Regions from separate parts of the Mus musculus genome. Here regions 2, 3, 4 and 5 are each linked to region 1. The links are chromatin contacts, called in public Hi-C and promoter capture Hi-C maps. All regions are on one chromosome and are shown on one strand. The core of a region is the stretch at or near the end of the contact, and the rest is flanking DNA. Distances in the headings are between cores, read along the strand shown.

What was found. Promoter capture Hi-C pulls out the DNA fragments that hold promoters and counts their contacts. A called contact is a pair of places that touch in the nucleus more often than the background predicts.
Region 2: a Hi-C map of B cells shows a contact between it and region 1, with 6 read pairs. The contact joins the promoter of Pou2f1 here to the promoter of Aldh9a1 in region 1. A contact is called at or near these places in 2 of 39 promoter capture datasets (hippocampal neurons and pre-B cells), 1 of 484 Hi-C or Micro-C datasets (B cells), 1 of 115 datasets of contacts at active chromatin or transcription factors (large pre-B cells) and 1 of 9 other capture datasets (adipose tissue).
Region 3: a Hi-C map of B cells shows a contact between it and region 1, with 6 read pairs. The contact joins the enhancer-like site here to the promoter of Aldh9a1 in region 1. A contact is called at or near these places in 1 of 39 promoter capture datasets (pre-B cells) and 1 of 484 Hi-C or Micro-C datasets (B cells).
Region 4: a promoter capture Hi-C map of stem cell-derived epiblast-like cells shows a contact between it and region 1, with 4 times the contacts expected there. The contact joins the promoter of Cd247 here to the promoter of Aldh9a1 in region 1. A contact is called at or near these places in 3 of 39 promoter capture datasets (3T3-L1-derived adipocytes, liver and stem cell-derived epiblast-like cells).
Region 5: a contact with region 1 is called in a promoter capture Hi-C map of trophoblast stem cells, with 4 times the contacts expected there. The contact joins the enhancer-like site here to the promoter of Aldh9a1 in region 1. A contact is called at or near these places in 5 of 39 promoter capture datasets (the 3T3-L1 cell line, 3T3-L1-derived adipocytes, the C10 cell line and 2 more) and 2 of 115 datasets of contacts at active chromatin or transcription factors (embryonic stem cells and large pre-B cells).

What each region holds. Positions count from the first base shown.
Region 1 is chr1:167,348,644-167,351,343 of GRCm38.p6, reverse strand. It overlaps Aldh9a1 (aldehyde dehydrogenase 9, subfamily A1), which reads right to left and starts at 1,353. Exons shown (of 11, transcript NM_019993.4): 1 at 928-1,353. The coding sequence starts at 1,108. It overlaps Gm24182 (a small nuclear RNA gene), which reads right to left and starts at 2,319; the gene lies at 2,213-2,319.
Region 2 is chr1:166,001,271-166,003,970 of GRCm38.p6, reverse strand. Pou2f1 (POU domain, class 2, transcription factor 1) reads left to right here and starts at 1,337. Exons shown (of 16, transcript NM_198932.3): 1 at 1,337-1,409. The coding sequence starts at 1,349.
Region 3 is chr1:165,926,352-165,929,051 of GRCm38.p6, reverse strand. All of the region lies in intron 2 of Pou2f1 (POU domain, class 2, transcription factor 1), which reads left to right. Among named protein-coding and RNA genes, the nearest start is that of Pou2f1, 75 kb to the left of the region's middle. Within about 2 kb of position 1,296, at least 11 of the 459 cell types and tissues checked have an H3K27ac peak or open chromatin away from gene starts, as enhancers often do. A contact at or near this core is called in B cells, where this site is marked.
Region 4 is chr1:165,787,253-165,789,952 of GRCm38.p6, reverse strand. It overlaps Cd247 (CD247 antigen), which reads right to left and starts at 1,272. Exons shown (of 8, transcript NM_001113391.2): 1 at 1,067-1,272. The coding sequence starts at 1,124.
Region 5 is chr1:165,873,559-165,876,258 of GRCm38.p6, reverse strand. Pou2f1 (POU domain, class 2, transcription factor 1) reads left to right here. Exons shown (of 16, transcript NM_198932.3): 16 at 211-2,700. The coding sequence ends at 521. Among named protein-coding and RNA genes, the nearest start is that of Gm32999, 26 kb to the right of the region's middle. Within about 2 kb of position 1,443, at least 20 of the 459 cell types and tissues checked have an H3K27ac peak or open chromatin away from gene starts, as enhancers often do. A contact at or near this core is called in trophoblast stem cells, where this site is marked.

The sequences.
Region 1 (2,700 bases), core at 104-2,603:
CAGCTATCATGGCCTCTCCCATCAGTTCAGGTTCTGGCAAATCCCTGCCTCGTGGAGGTCAGTGTACTTTTACTTCTCTCACTAAACAAGCCCTTCTGGCTTACAGAACACATTTTTTTTCCCTGCTCTGAATATTCAATAAGAATAATCAAAACAAACACAAAAGTCAACCCAAAGTCCAAGAAACAAAGAACTCGCTTCCTCCTTAGTTTGTGCTAAGGGTTTGCTCCAAAGCATTAAGTGCTTGCAAGGATGAACTGTAGAAATCTAATGAACATCGTGATTACAGCTAATAATACCGTAAAATACATATTCACTTAAAATCTGCCAAGTGTGCAGAGCATGAAAGTTCTCACTACTCATAGGTGGAAACTACGTGGAGATAACGGATAAGTTCATTAATTAACAGTGGTAAGCACTACACGTGATTACACATGTTCAATGTTTTTTTTTCTCTCTCTCTCTTGTTAACCTGGAGAGCTAGCAGGCACTAAAGCTAAACAGATGTTGTCGGCTGCTGTTTTTTTTTTTCTCTCCTTTCCCAACTCTCATCGAAGTTCAGAAATATCCCAGCACTAGAAGGGGGAAGGTCATGTGGATCATGCATAACAGAAATCACCTGTGAGTCAACATCCCAGTAGCAGACTCTCCTGCAGGCCCAGCTCTCAAAACTCAAAAGACCCACAGGTTCTACGCCAGACTCTCCTGCTCCAGCCATGTAGTTACTCCCGGCCCCCCAGCGCACCCCACCGCACCCATAGCGCCCCCTCTTTTCCAGGAGCCTCCCCAACATTCTGTGCTCCGTGCTGCGACCACGCAAGTTCAGCAACCCTTGGCGGAGAGCTCGGAAGGACTCGGGGCAGCAGACTCAGTGCACAGGGCCGGGGAAGACCCACCCCATCCGCGTGCCGCCCCGCGCCAGGTTACCGGTGGCTGGCTCGAACGCTTTCTCCGTGCCGGAAGCATCCACCGGCTCCACACGGGCCCCGCCGCGGTAGTTGAGCGGCTGCGACACGACGAAGGTGCCAGTACTCATGGCGGCGACTGCTGCAGCCCGGTGAATGCGGAGGAGCGAGGTCAGCACAGAACCGACTGCACCGAGGATCATCTGCTACGCGTGCAAAGCGTCCGGAAGCCCCAGCAGATTACTACTGGAGGGGGAGATAGCGCGGTAACGAGGAGGGAGTGGCGAGGGGCGGAATCTCTGGGGCGTGGCCCATGGAAAGAGGCGACCCTGGCTGGGCAGGGGTGGACCACTAGGGAACAGGACCTCGGGGAGGTGTGGACCGTGAGTGTGAAGACCCGGGGCCCTCAAGGAGAGCCCAGTAGAGCCCACTGGGAGGAAGGGACAGTGGGAGGGGCGTGGCCTCGTGCCACGAGGGGGTGTGGCGTGAGAGGACGGCCAATGAGAGCCTAGAGTGAGTAGCTTGGGCCTAGTCAGCATAATTAAGGGCCTGGTGAGAGCTTCTGGGGCTGGAACTGGAAGACCTTTGGCCTAGATAATTACGTGGAACACCACACCACCCAAGTCCTCCGGTCCAGATCCCGAAGGAGTTCCTGGAAGGATAATGAGACCCCTTCTACTGGGCCTGCAAGCTTTTGCAACATTCTCCTTACTGTATTTCTTTGATTTCTTTTTGTGCTTTGTAGAAGCACAGTATTAGGGAATGTGTTCTTCTTTTTTTCTTTTTTTTTATTAGATATTTTCTTTATATACATTTCAAATGCTATCCCGAAAGTTCCCTATACCCTTCCCCTGCTCTGCTCCCCTACCCACCCACTCCCTCTTCTTGGCCCTGACATTCCCCTGTACTGGGGCATATAAAGTTTGCAATATACCAAGGGACCTCTCTTCCCAATGATGGCCGACTAGGCCATCTTCTGATACATATGCAGCTAGAGATACGAGCTCTAGGGGCACTGGTTAGTTCGTATTGTTGTTCCACCTATAGGGTTGCAGACTCCTTCAGCTCCTTGGGTGCTTTCTCTAGCTTCTCCATTGGGGGCTCTGTGTTCCATCTTTTAAAAGACTGTGAGCATCCACTTCTGTATTTGCCAGGCACTGGCATAGCCTCATACAAGACAACTATAACAGGGTCCCTTCAGCAAAATCTTTCTGGCATATACAATAGTGTCTGGGTTTGGTGGCTGAGTGTGGGATGGATCCCCGGGTGGGGTAGTCTCTAGATAGTCCATCCTTTCGTCTTAGCTCAAAAATATGGAACGCTTCACGAATTTGCGTGTCATCCTTGCGCAGGGGCCATGCTAATCTTCTCTGTATCGTTCCAATTTTAGTATATGTGCTGCCGAAGCGAGCATGGAATGTGTTCTTCTAATTTAGTAAAAATTTTGGTCAATTTTCTCAGCTCTCTGTACGAATTAATCTTTTCAGTGCCTCTGAGATGTGTAGGTTTGGGTCCTCAAATGGAAACAGCAGTACCCAATTAAGAACACCTAGGCCCGAACTCAAAGGACTGCTTTTGTTGGGGTTGGTCAGAAACATCTGGAAACATCTGGCCTGGGTCAAGATCATTGACAGGTACAGAGATAACAGCTGGTCGTTTTGTGGCCAGTTGTGTTTAAAGTATTCTGCCCAGCCATCCCATGTTGATTTGTTACATTTAGATCGTCTGATGTATGTTCCAGAAATGTGACCATGGCATCTGTTGATCTAATCGTGGCAATAAAAGTAGAGTGTGA
Region 2 (2,700 bases), core at 88-2,587, 1.3 Mb after region 1:
AATATTTTTGTTTTTATCCTTAGAAATTTTTTTAGGAAAATCTTGGGACTTGTCAAGAATTAGTAAAATAGATTTGGGTCTTCATCCAGGCCTTTTTTTTTTTTTTTTTTTTTTTTTTTTTTTGCAATAAAGGAGCAATCTGGGCAATATTTTGGCTAATTACTTAGGAAGATGGTCACAAGAGGAATATCACCACCCCCACCCCCCGCCCCCCGCGATCGTATTTACTGAACGACAGAGCAAAGAGAATTCGTAACCGTTGGCGCTATTGCCAACTTGCATGGTTTTAATCAGGTCAGTTTACAATTAGCCTTTAAAAGGTGCTCCAGAAGAAAAAAAAAAAAAAAGAAAAAAGAATCCCTACGCAGATGGGGTCTGTTTGTTTCGCACGGGTGGGCGCGTGCAAGGGCGTCCGGGCGACTCGGACGGCCGCTCCCACAGAGGCTGGGCCGGGCACGCGCGACAAGTGGAGGCGACTCTTTGCCTGGCTAATTAGAGCCGCCAGGACACGCCCCCAGGAGTCCGCCCGCCGGCCCCGCCCCGAATCTGCGGCGTGGGCTGAGGCGCGGGGCGGGGATTAGCTCGGATTCAAATTTAAAGCGGGACGTCCGCGCGTGGCCCAGCAGGTGCCTCGTGCCCGTTGCCCGCCGAGGGCGTTTCCGCCCCCACCTGCACACAGGGCCGGAAATTACCTCGGCGGGGAGCGGTCCCCTCCATTGTCGCAGTCAACTGCGAGGGAGTCCTGAAAAAGTGCGCGGCCGTGGAGCGCTCGCTAGTCCCTCACGCGTGTCCTCGCGGCGAGACGCCGGGCATGTTGCCCTTTTACAGTACCGCCGTGGAAACCCCGAACTTATCCGGGAGGGGACTAACACGGAAGACGGGAAGCCCATCCCGAGACGTAAACAAGCACTTGACATACTACACTTTGGGGTGAAGCCGCGCTCCCGGGGGGAGGGAGGGGGCGAAGAGACGCGCATGCGCTTCCTACCTCTCCGGCGCGTGGAGAAAACTGCGCGTGCGCACAGCGGCGCGGACGGGAGGGGGAAAGAAAAAAAAACAAAACAAGGAAGAGATGATTGGCAGGTTAGGGGGCACTTTAGAAGCCTGAGGGGGCGGGGTCCCTGCAGCCTGGACGCGCGTGCGCACCGCGCGCGCAGGGGGGTGGAGCTCTTCCAAGGGGGCCGGCGGAGAGCAGCGCCGGCCTCGGGCGCCCCCTGGCGCGCGCCTCGGGAGAGGAAGGAACGGGAGGGTGCGGAGAGGAGGGAGGCGGCGAGCAGGGCGGGAGGGGGAGGGGAGCGGGAGCGAGGGAGGGTTTATCGACCGGGCGATTTTGGTTAAAATATTCAAAATGGCGGACGGAGGAGCAGCGAGTCAAGATGAGAGTTCAGCCGCGGCGGCAGCAGCAGCAGGTAATCATTACAGCATTTTACATATTCATATTCATACTCGAGCCGGGCTCCCGCTGCCCCCCCCGCGACTTAGCATAATTTATTAGTACTCAGGATTATTATAATTAACGGCGAGGAGATGGGGGGCCGGGGAACACAGCCCCCTCTGGGCGCCGAGCGGAGGGGGAAAAGGAGCTCGGAGCGGCCGGGCGGAGGGGGAAGAAGACCCGGGGCAAAGGGGGCTGTGAGCCACCGCGCTCCTCCTGCCCCCGGCCCACCCCGCGGCTGCCGCGCCGGCCCGCCCGCCGGCACCGGCCCTCCTCCTCCGCCGGCCGCCGCCGCCTCCTCGCACGGTGCCCGAATCTAAGCGGGTCCACGGCAGGCGGCGGGGCCGGGGCACCGGGAGAGGACAATAAAGACATTTTACATATTCATAGCTGCTGGGCTGGCGGGGCGCGGCGGGGTGCGGGCGGGAGACCTGGACGGGCGGTGGGGGGGCGTGGAGGGGCCAGAGGTGGCGGCGAGCACAATGCCGGTGGGCGGCGGGGCCCGAGCGGACCCCGGTGGCCGGACACCCGCGCGGCGCCCCCCCAGGATTGGGAGCCGGCGCGGGCTCGGGCTGGGGAACGCTGCTCGCTGCGGGACGCACCGGGGAGTGGTGCCCTGCCCCCGGCCGTGCGGGGGGTCCGCGTGGGGCCGAGCCCGGGGGTCACGGCCCGGGGCCCCTCAGCCGCGCCCTGCTCGTGCCCGGGGCAGCGGCCTGACCCCAGCCAGTCCGTGTCTCTGGTTAGGGGCAGCGTGGCGTGGGCCCTGTGAGCTGGCCTTCGGGTTGTGAGCTCGCTCTGGGGTCCCCCGGACCCTTTGGAGGCTGGGCTAGGTGGGAGGAACCCTCGGGGAAGTTCCCCTCCGTGGAAATGGCTTCGGTTGTCCGTGTGTCCCGGGCCCTCACCCAGAGGTCCGCGCTGCTGTGGGTCGCGCGGGACAGTTGGGTTGGAGGTGCTCGCGGGGTCTGGTAGCTCCTCCGCGCACATCCCCCCCCCCCCACGCGCTGGTAGCCTTGGGGACCCTCTCGCTCTGAGGCCTCGGAGCTCTCGGAGGTCACCCGAGAACTGGACCGTAAAGGATTGCCCTCCTGCCCTCAAAGGGCTGGCCTGACAAGTTGATCATATTCTAGATTTCTCCTGTACTGCGGGGAGCGGGGGTGGTGGCTAGACACGGAGATCCCCCTCCCTGACTGTGTGTGGTAGTGCTTTCTAGCTGCGTGCTGGGTCTTCTCTACTTGCTTCTCATTTGAATAATGTCTAATTCAGGG
Region 3 (2,700 bases), core at 47-2,546, 1.4 Mb after region 1:
TAAAATTCAGTGAACTATATAGACTGTTTGCTCTTTTTCATTTGTTTAGTAATTTGTGTGTGTGGGGGGGTTGTTTGTTTGTTTTTGTAGTTCATGAAAAAGTCCAGATTTTAAAGAAAGGAGCCCTGAATATTATATAAAACCAAAGTCTAAAACTTTATAGGTTCAGGAGACAGTTGTGTCGACCTCTTTTTCCTAAAATGATCACAGCTAAGAGTTTGCTTTATAAGATTTTAAGGGTAATGAGAGGTATGAAGGTCAGGCATTCTGACCATGCATTTTAGACAGACAATCTTCATATGCACACAGAAAATTTGTGATTCAGGTTTGTTCAGGATTCTGTCTTATATGTAAAATGTTATAGGTGTTATTACTAGATTTGGTACAAACAGATGAGACTCACAGTCTTCTTAACAATCTACCAAAAGCCAAGACATTAACAAAACTGGTTCTGGATAGTTTATGGTGAGTTATCCAAGATCAAGCATAGAAGAGCAACATAATGTTATTAAATGGCCTGCCTACCTGTCTCCCTCCCTCCCTCCCTCCCTTCCTTCCTTCCTTCCTTCGTAAATTATTTTTTAAGTGGGGTATAGTGTGGTACATGACTTTAGAATCAGCACTTGGGAGGAGTTGCAAAGAAATAAATACAACACACCAAAATAGATTCAAAAGACTGTACAACTCAAGGAACTTCTTTCTATCCCATTAGATTATACATTCAGAACAGAAGCTATTAAGCTTCCTTCACGTTGAATTTTATACTTCACTATCTAATATATTTTTATGCGGTATCAGCTATCAAAACCAAAAAAAAATCCGTGGCAGAGTTAGAAAAGAAATTAGCTTCGTATCCCTTGTATTTGTATCTGTTTCCTACATTCAGTCAGTCCTTCCCTCACCCCCATAACCTTTCTTCTTCTTTTTTCTACATGTGGTATCATGGCCCATGTACATTTATTTGCATATAACTGGCTAGTTTCCACATGAGGGAGATGATGTATTTTTTTCTTTCTGAGGTTAGGTAACGTCATTTAATATTACACAATCAAAGTCCATCAATTTTTCTGCACATTTTGTGATTACATTTTTCGTTAGAACTTTATAGAATTTCGTTTTATATATCATATTTTCATTGGCCATTCATCTGTTGACAGACCAGATTCCAATTTCTTGCTTTAGTGAATAAAGCAGCAAGGGGTGTAAATATCTCTATGATAGATTGTGGAGTTGTGGGTATGGGCCCAGGAGTGACAGAGTAAGATCATGTAGTAGTTCTATTTTTAATTATTTGAGAAATTTCCAAGCTGATTTCCACAATGACTACACTAATTTGCATATCTCCCAACAGTAGTGTCACCACATCTTCTATCACATTTGTCGTACTTACTGATGGCAGCCATTCTCACTGGGGTGAGGTCTTATCTCAGAGTAGTTTAAATTCTTATTTCCCTGTTGGCTAGGGATATTAACACATTAAAAATAGTTATTGGCCATTTTTGTTTGTTTGTTTCTTTTCTTAAGTTATCTATTTAGCTTATCTGCCCATTTGTTAATTGGCAGTTTTATTTCCTTGGTATTTGACTTCTGCAGCTCTTTGTAAATTCTGAACATTAGCCCTCTGTCTGAAGTGTGATATAAAGATGTTCTGCCATTCTGTATGTAGGGTGTCAGTTTGTTCTGTTGATTATTTCTTTTAATGAATTTTTAAATACACTTATAGGCAAGGTAAAATGAACCACCATTGAGGGAGAAAGTGTACAAATTAAAACAAGTGGGTTGGGGGAGAAACCAGAGTTCTCATTTCAAGAAGCCACATGAATGTTGATGGTTGTTGTGGCTTGCCTGTAAGTCCAGCCTTGAAAAGCAGTGGTAGAGCTTTCTCTAAGCAAGCTGGCTAGCAAGACTACTCAGTGAATATGGAGGAAGTGATCAAGTATGATTCCTAACATCAATCTCATGTGCAGTGAACTATGCACATATAGAAACATGCATACACACCACACACATGATGGCAGCAGTACACAGAACAGATGGTTAGCTTTGTAAGAAAGTTGAGAAGAAGACAGGAGAACTGCATTTGTGGTCTCCAGTACTCCAGGTGCCTACTGCACCCAGAGGACTCACTGCAGTGCAGTAAGATAATGATTTTGATATCAAATTCATTTTACAGAAAAATACATATAAAAAATAAGCAGTCAACATTGAGACTATTCCTTAAGAAGTATGTGATTCATGAGAATTCAGTATAAGGAAAAATGTATTTCCAAGTTGGAAAGAAAGTGTTATGGAAGACATCATTAGAGGAGGTAGAGTTTATGCTGCCCATTGAAGAATGGGTTACAGTTAAACATAATGGTGGTTGGCATTTTACCCTCAGCATGAAGAAGCAATAAAAGCTAAGATGAAGTTAAAGAAAGATGTACCAAGTCTCTCTCTCTCTCTCTCTCTCTCTCTCTCTCTCTCTCTCTCTCTCTCTCTCTCTCTCTCTCTCTCAAATTATGGTATGTTGTATGATCTCCAGACCCTTTTCTGTTTAGTCATTCCCAAAATTACAGAATTACATTCTTGTAGAGACTTTAATTTAGCCAGTATTACTACATTGGCTTTCTTTTTCATTGGAATTGGAATTGATCTTCTATCTTGCTTTGTGTGTTGCATGCACACTAGTGTGATGTGGGATTCTCATACATGCTCATG
Region 4 (2,700 bases), core at 23-2,522, 1.6 Mb after region 1:
TGGAGGAAGGGTACCCCTTACAGCTACCATCCTTGTCTTTCTAGATTCAAATACAGATTGTCCCATTTCTTGTAAAACGGCCATGACACCAATCTTGTGAGTGGTGTCTTTTGTCTTCTGTTCCCTCGCTTCCACCCCGACTGCTGAACTAGGAAGCACACTAAGGCTACCGCATGCCAAATGCCAGGCATTGGAGGGATGCAGTGGGCTCTGGCGCAAGTTGTCTTCTGGGCTGGTTGTGACTCGTGATGGTCACGTATTAACACATATTCTTCAACCTGTTGCTAGCATTTCTGTCCGTGTCTCTGGCTGCTTGGCTCAGATAGAGAGCCATGTGAGTATATCACAGAGAATCAGTATGTCATAGGGTAGCTGGTGGCTGTGATGTGGGGGACAGCCTTGACAGGGTGAGCTTAGACTTAAATGCTCTGGGCCAGAAGGTGGCAATGCGCCTTGCAAAAGGCTGCAAATATGGATGCCTACTCCGTACGCCTCCCTCCCTCCCTGCCTCAAGTTCTCTTGTAGGGGCTCGGCCTCTACCAGATGTTTCAGGATACTCAGGGTCACAGGCCATGACCCTTTCTGACTGACCATGGCAATGTCCTTTATTGGCAAAGGAGGAAAGAACGGGGCTGAGCGGCAATGCCAACCAGAGAGGGGCGGAAGGAGTCATGATATCTGGAAACCAGAGTAGAGGAGCGAGGCCTAGCTGGCTGGTGTTTCGGATCCTGTGCCGCTTCTCCCGTCCGCGCAGAGCTGTCTCAGTTGCTGACTCGCTGCGTTTCTCCTTGCCCTTTCCCTCCACAGTCTTTTTCTTTTGCCTTTATCATTAGACAATCTACAACTGTGTTTTCAAACAGCTGGCCCCCAACCGATAACCAGCTTGGCTGTCACAGAGCAGACGCCTGGGTGGGACCCAAGCCCACACTGCCGCTGCCCACTCTGCCCGTTGACTTTGGGAAGACAAGCTTTAAAAGAAGCACCAGGTCCTTGGCACCCCTCCGCTGCCCCTCAGACACACGGAGAGGCTCTAAAAGGGTCGAGCCGCGGGAAACAGAGCCCTTACCTGCTCCTGGGAACCGCACGTGGAGGATGCAGGCGAGAACAGACACTTTCCACTTCATCTTCTGCTTCCCTGGGATGGTACCCAGAGGCAGAGGCAGAGGCAGCTATGCCTGGGAGGATGAGGAGAAAAGGAGGCGCTGATGGAGTCTCTGCTGGCTTTGTTCTGTGGCTGACACCCCAGGAAGTGGAGGACTGTGGGCCTTTGAGACAGCACCTGCCAGCAAGACACCCTCTCACTCCCCCTCTCGATTCATAGGCAGGAAGTTCTGAAGGTTTGGAGGTTTGGGGTGTAAGAATGTGCATCCGTCTGAATTTTGCTTTTTCTTCAATTTGACTGTAGTTTAATGTACTTTTTTATTATTTTAATTCTTTACTAATTTGTACGTGACTCTCAATTGCTGAAGTCAGACCCTAGGCATATATCTAAGTTGCTGTGTGGCCTTGAAGCATCTCCAGACGTCAGCTTCTTTATCTGAAGCACAAAGAAAGGAGGATATTTGAGGTATAGTTCTGAACTTGGCCTCAATTCAGACCATAAATAGTGTGAAATACTATAGCTTACATTGTTTTCAAAATTCTTTTCCCTGAGACAAATCTCACTATTTAATCCAGGCTGGTCTTGAACTCACAATTTTCCCTCCTCAGCTTTCCACAGGTCAAGATTACAGTATGTGCCACCAAACCGAGGTCACATGCTTCCTCTAATTGTCAACTTTTCACCCTTGGGGTCATTTACAGTAAGAAAACGATAAAAGTCAGGCCTAGATTGCCTGCCTGTAAATCGTATCACTCATGTGGCAAAGGCAGGAGGAGTGTGAGTTTGAGGTCACACTGGACTAACAGTGAATACCTGGCCAACTTGAGCTGTGTAGCAAGACTGCCTCAAAACAAAATAAAAAATAAAACTGAGAAATAAGCATAACGGAGAGTTGTAGGTGAGTGTACACAAGCTTTGAGACGGGACAGAGACCCGGAAAGGATCATGTGGATGGGAGGGTGCCTCTGGTTTCTTTGATTTAAAAAAGAAAGTCAAGAAGTCCACAGTTACTTTTCAGTCTACCAGCCTTCTAAATGGAAAGACAATATTATCAAATCTGGAGGCAGAGAGCTGGTTCAGGTAGTTTCTGCCAAGCCTGACAGTCTGAATTCCATCTTCAGAGCCCACATGGTAGATGGGAAGCCATTCTTGTAAGATGTCCTCTGAGCTACACACACACACACACACACACACACACACACACGCACACACATAAACCACACACATACATACACCATACACACATATACCACACACATGGCATACATACACATATATACCACACATACATACACACACATCATACACACATATACTATACACATACATACCACAAATACATACACATACACACACCATACACAAATATACCTCACACATACATACACCATACACACATATACCACACACATAACATACATACATGTACATAGCACATATACATACACACACCACACACATACATACACCATATACACATATATACATACACATACACACCACACATACATACATGCACCATACACACATACATATACCACACACACATATACCACACACACATATACCACACACATACATACATATATCGATATATA
Region 5 (2,700 bases), core at 194-2,693, 1.5 Mb after region 1:
TCCTACTCATATCATTAAGTTGACTTTCAACTCTTTGCATCAGACGTATAAACTTGAGCTGATGTCAGTACAGCATCACAGTGGAGGGGAGAGTCAGCAAAGAGGCACACTCTGCTACTGAGTAGGAGTTAGCTGGTGTGTTATCTGTGTTATCTGGCTTCTCCAGGATGAAATTTAATGTTCTTCCTGTTCTGGGCTCTTTGTCTATAGCTCTTGCTTCTAGTGGCTCTCTTCCAATAACGTCTCTGGATGCAACTGGGAACCTGGTATTTGCCAATGCAGGAGGAGCCCCGAACATCGTGACTGCACCTCTGTTCCTGAACCCTCAGAACCTCTCTCTGCTCACCAGCAACCCAGTAAGCTTGGTTTCTGCCGCTGCAGCCTCCACAGGGAACTCTGCACCTACAGCCAGCCTTCATGCCTCCTCCACCTCAACTGAGTCCATCCAGAGCTCTCTGTTCACAGTCGCCTCTGCCAGTGGGCCTGCTTCCACCACCACAGCTGCCTCCAAGGCACAGTGAGCTGAGTGCAGAGCTGGGTTGCCACAGGCTTTCCTCACTACAGGGTGATAGGCTGGCTACCAGCTGCTTAAGAAAATGACACCTGTCATTGGCTTCCTCCCACCATGTTGTGAGGAGGAAGAAGACATGGAGAGAAGAAAAAATTACACATACCAGAAAAAGGAAAGAATGGAGACAGGACAGCATTTGCCTAATTTTATAATAAAACAATGTCTTTTCAGGATTGCTTCATGGATTGGAGAACTTTCTAACCAAAAATTTTAAAAGAAAAAAAAAAAAAAAGAAACAAAAACAGACAGACAAAACTAAGTGAAAGGCCTACTTACCATGTCCAGCAGTCATGACGACAAGCTAAGGTGGGTCACCAGTTCCAGGAGAGGAAGGGGTCTTTTTCTTTTTCTTTCTTTCTTTTATGTTATTGTTTTGGTTTGGTTTTTTTGGTTTTTTTTTTTCTTTTAAAAAAAAAATCATTTTTATAGGTCTGTTGTACAGACCATTAAGTCATAACAAGGTGTTTATAATCATATCAATTGTGTTGGGGGTTCCTTTCTTAACTGGTACAATTTAGGCAGGCCTGTATTACTGTATCTCTGATATTGTTTGTTTATACATATATATATATATATATATCTATATATATATATTGAACATGTTTATCTCTTGCTCCTGGATCCTGTTTCAGTGAGCGCCCACACTGTGGGGAGGGAGGGTTTGGGATCAAGGGAGACTTAGGTCCTTAACTCCTGGGAATGTTCGTGCTGGTTTCCTTATCCTTGGTGACTCTTACAGAGGTGCTAGAAAACGATTTTCTTTTGCCACTTATGCAAGAGGCTTGGTGCAGAAGCTGAAGGCAGTGTGTGCAAACACTTCTGCCTTACACACGCCCCTCCCCATCAGGCGGTGCCTTTGGAGCACTTGTGTGTAGGAAGGAATTCCTGCTGAGCCGTGGCTCTCACTCACCCCGAATCATTGAGCAGCCTGAGGCCCAGACCCTGTGGTGCAACAGTGACGCTTCCTTCTACTTCCCATGGGAACAGCTGTGCCTGTTGCAGGGCAGGGTTTGGTTCCGAAGAGCAAAGACTACTGCAGACACCTGACTTGGTGGCTCTCCTGATTTCTTATCTCTTAAAAAAATGCTCCTACTGTTAGTGTTTGTTTGTTTGCTTGTTTGTTTTTTCATTTTATGAAAAATTTTCATCCAAACTTCCTTTTATTTACTTGGTCAGAATCGAATTGGCATACTGAAGTTGTGCGACAGTTCTCTCCCTTGTTTTCTAAAGCAATTCTGTTGAACTGTTTTCTACTAACGAGGTATCCCAGAGAGGTCAGTATGAAGAGCCTGAGCGAGTGTACCACCGTTCTCTAGAGAGTCACAGACTTCCTGTCCACTGAGTGGGTCACAAGTTTCTCCAAGCCTGAGAGTCTCCTCAGTCCCCTGACTGACAGAGGCCCTTTCCTGGCTGGGCAAGGGATCTGTGGAACTTCAGAGAGATGCTGAGCAAGAACTTCTCAGCCTCAAGTGTCTCTTGGTTGGTTAGGCCCCTGCTAAGTAGATCTGATGACGACATGCATCTCCTATTTGATGTAAAAAGTGATTTCCTCCTGTAATTGCTTTCAGGGTGTTTCTAGACTACATAAATGAGCCCATTGAAAAGGAAGAACTTGTGAAAATGGATGAAGATGGATGAGGGCAATTTAGAGACTAAATTCCCCCATTTGTCAATATCCTATTATTATACTATCTGTACCAGAATTTTTACAAATGACGGAATCACTGCAGTGAAGCTCTGAGTTGCCCTTACTGGAGTTAAAGGTTCCCATTTGGCGTCTGAGGGCACTTGCTTCAGTTCCTGGTGGTCTGCACTTTGAGCTGGGAGTGACTCTCCTTCTGATTGCTTTGCTTTGCCGCAGGAAACTGTGCATTTGTTTCTCTGCAGAGAAAAAGTTCAGCGAGGCAGTAGCAGACACAGATGTGTACCTTTTTTGTTGTTGTTTCTCAGTTGGGAGAAGGTCATACTAATATTAAAGGTCAAAAACATTTTGATCCCTTTAATTTTTTTTAGTTCCTTTTGGTTATTTCCCAGAGTATTTAATTTTCACCCCTGAATAATTTCTTTTACCTTTAACTTTTCCTAAAATCCCTCCAAAAATCAGTGAACTGCAAGCAGGGAAACTCACA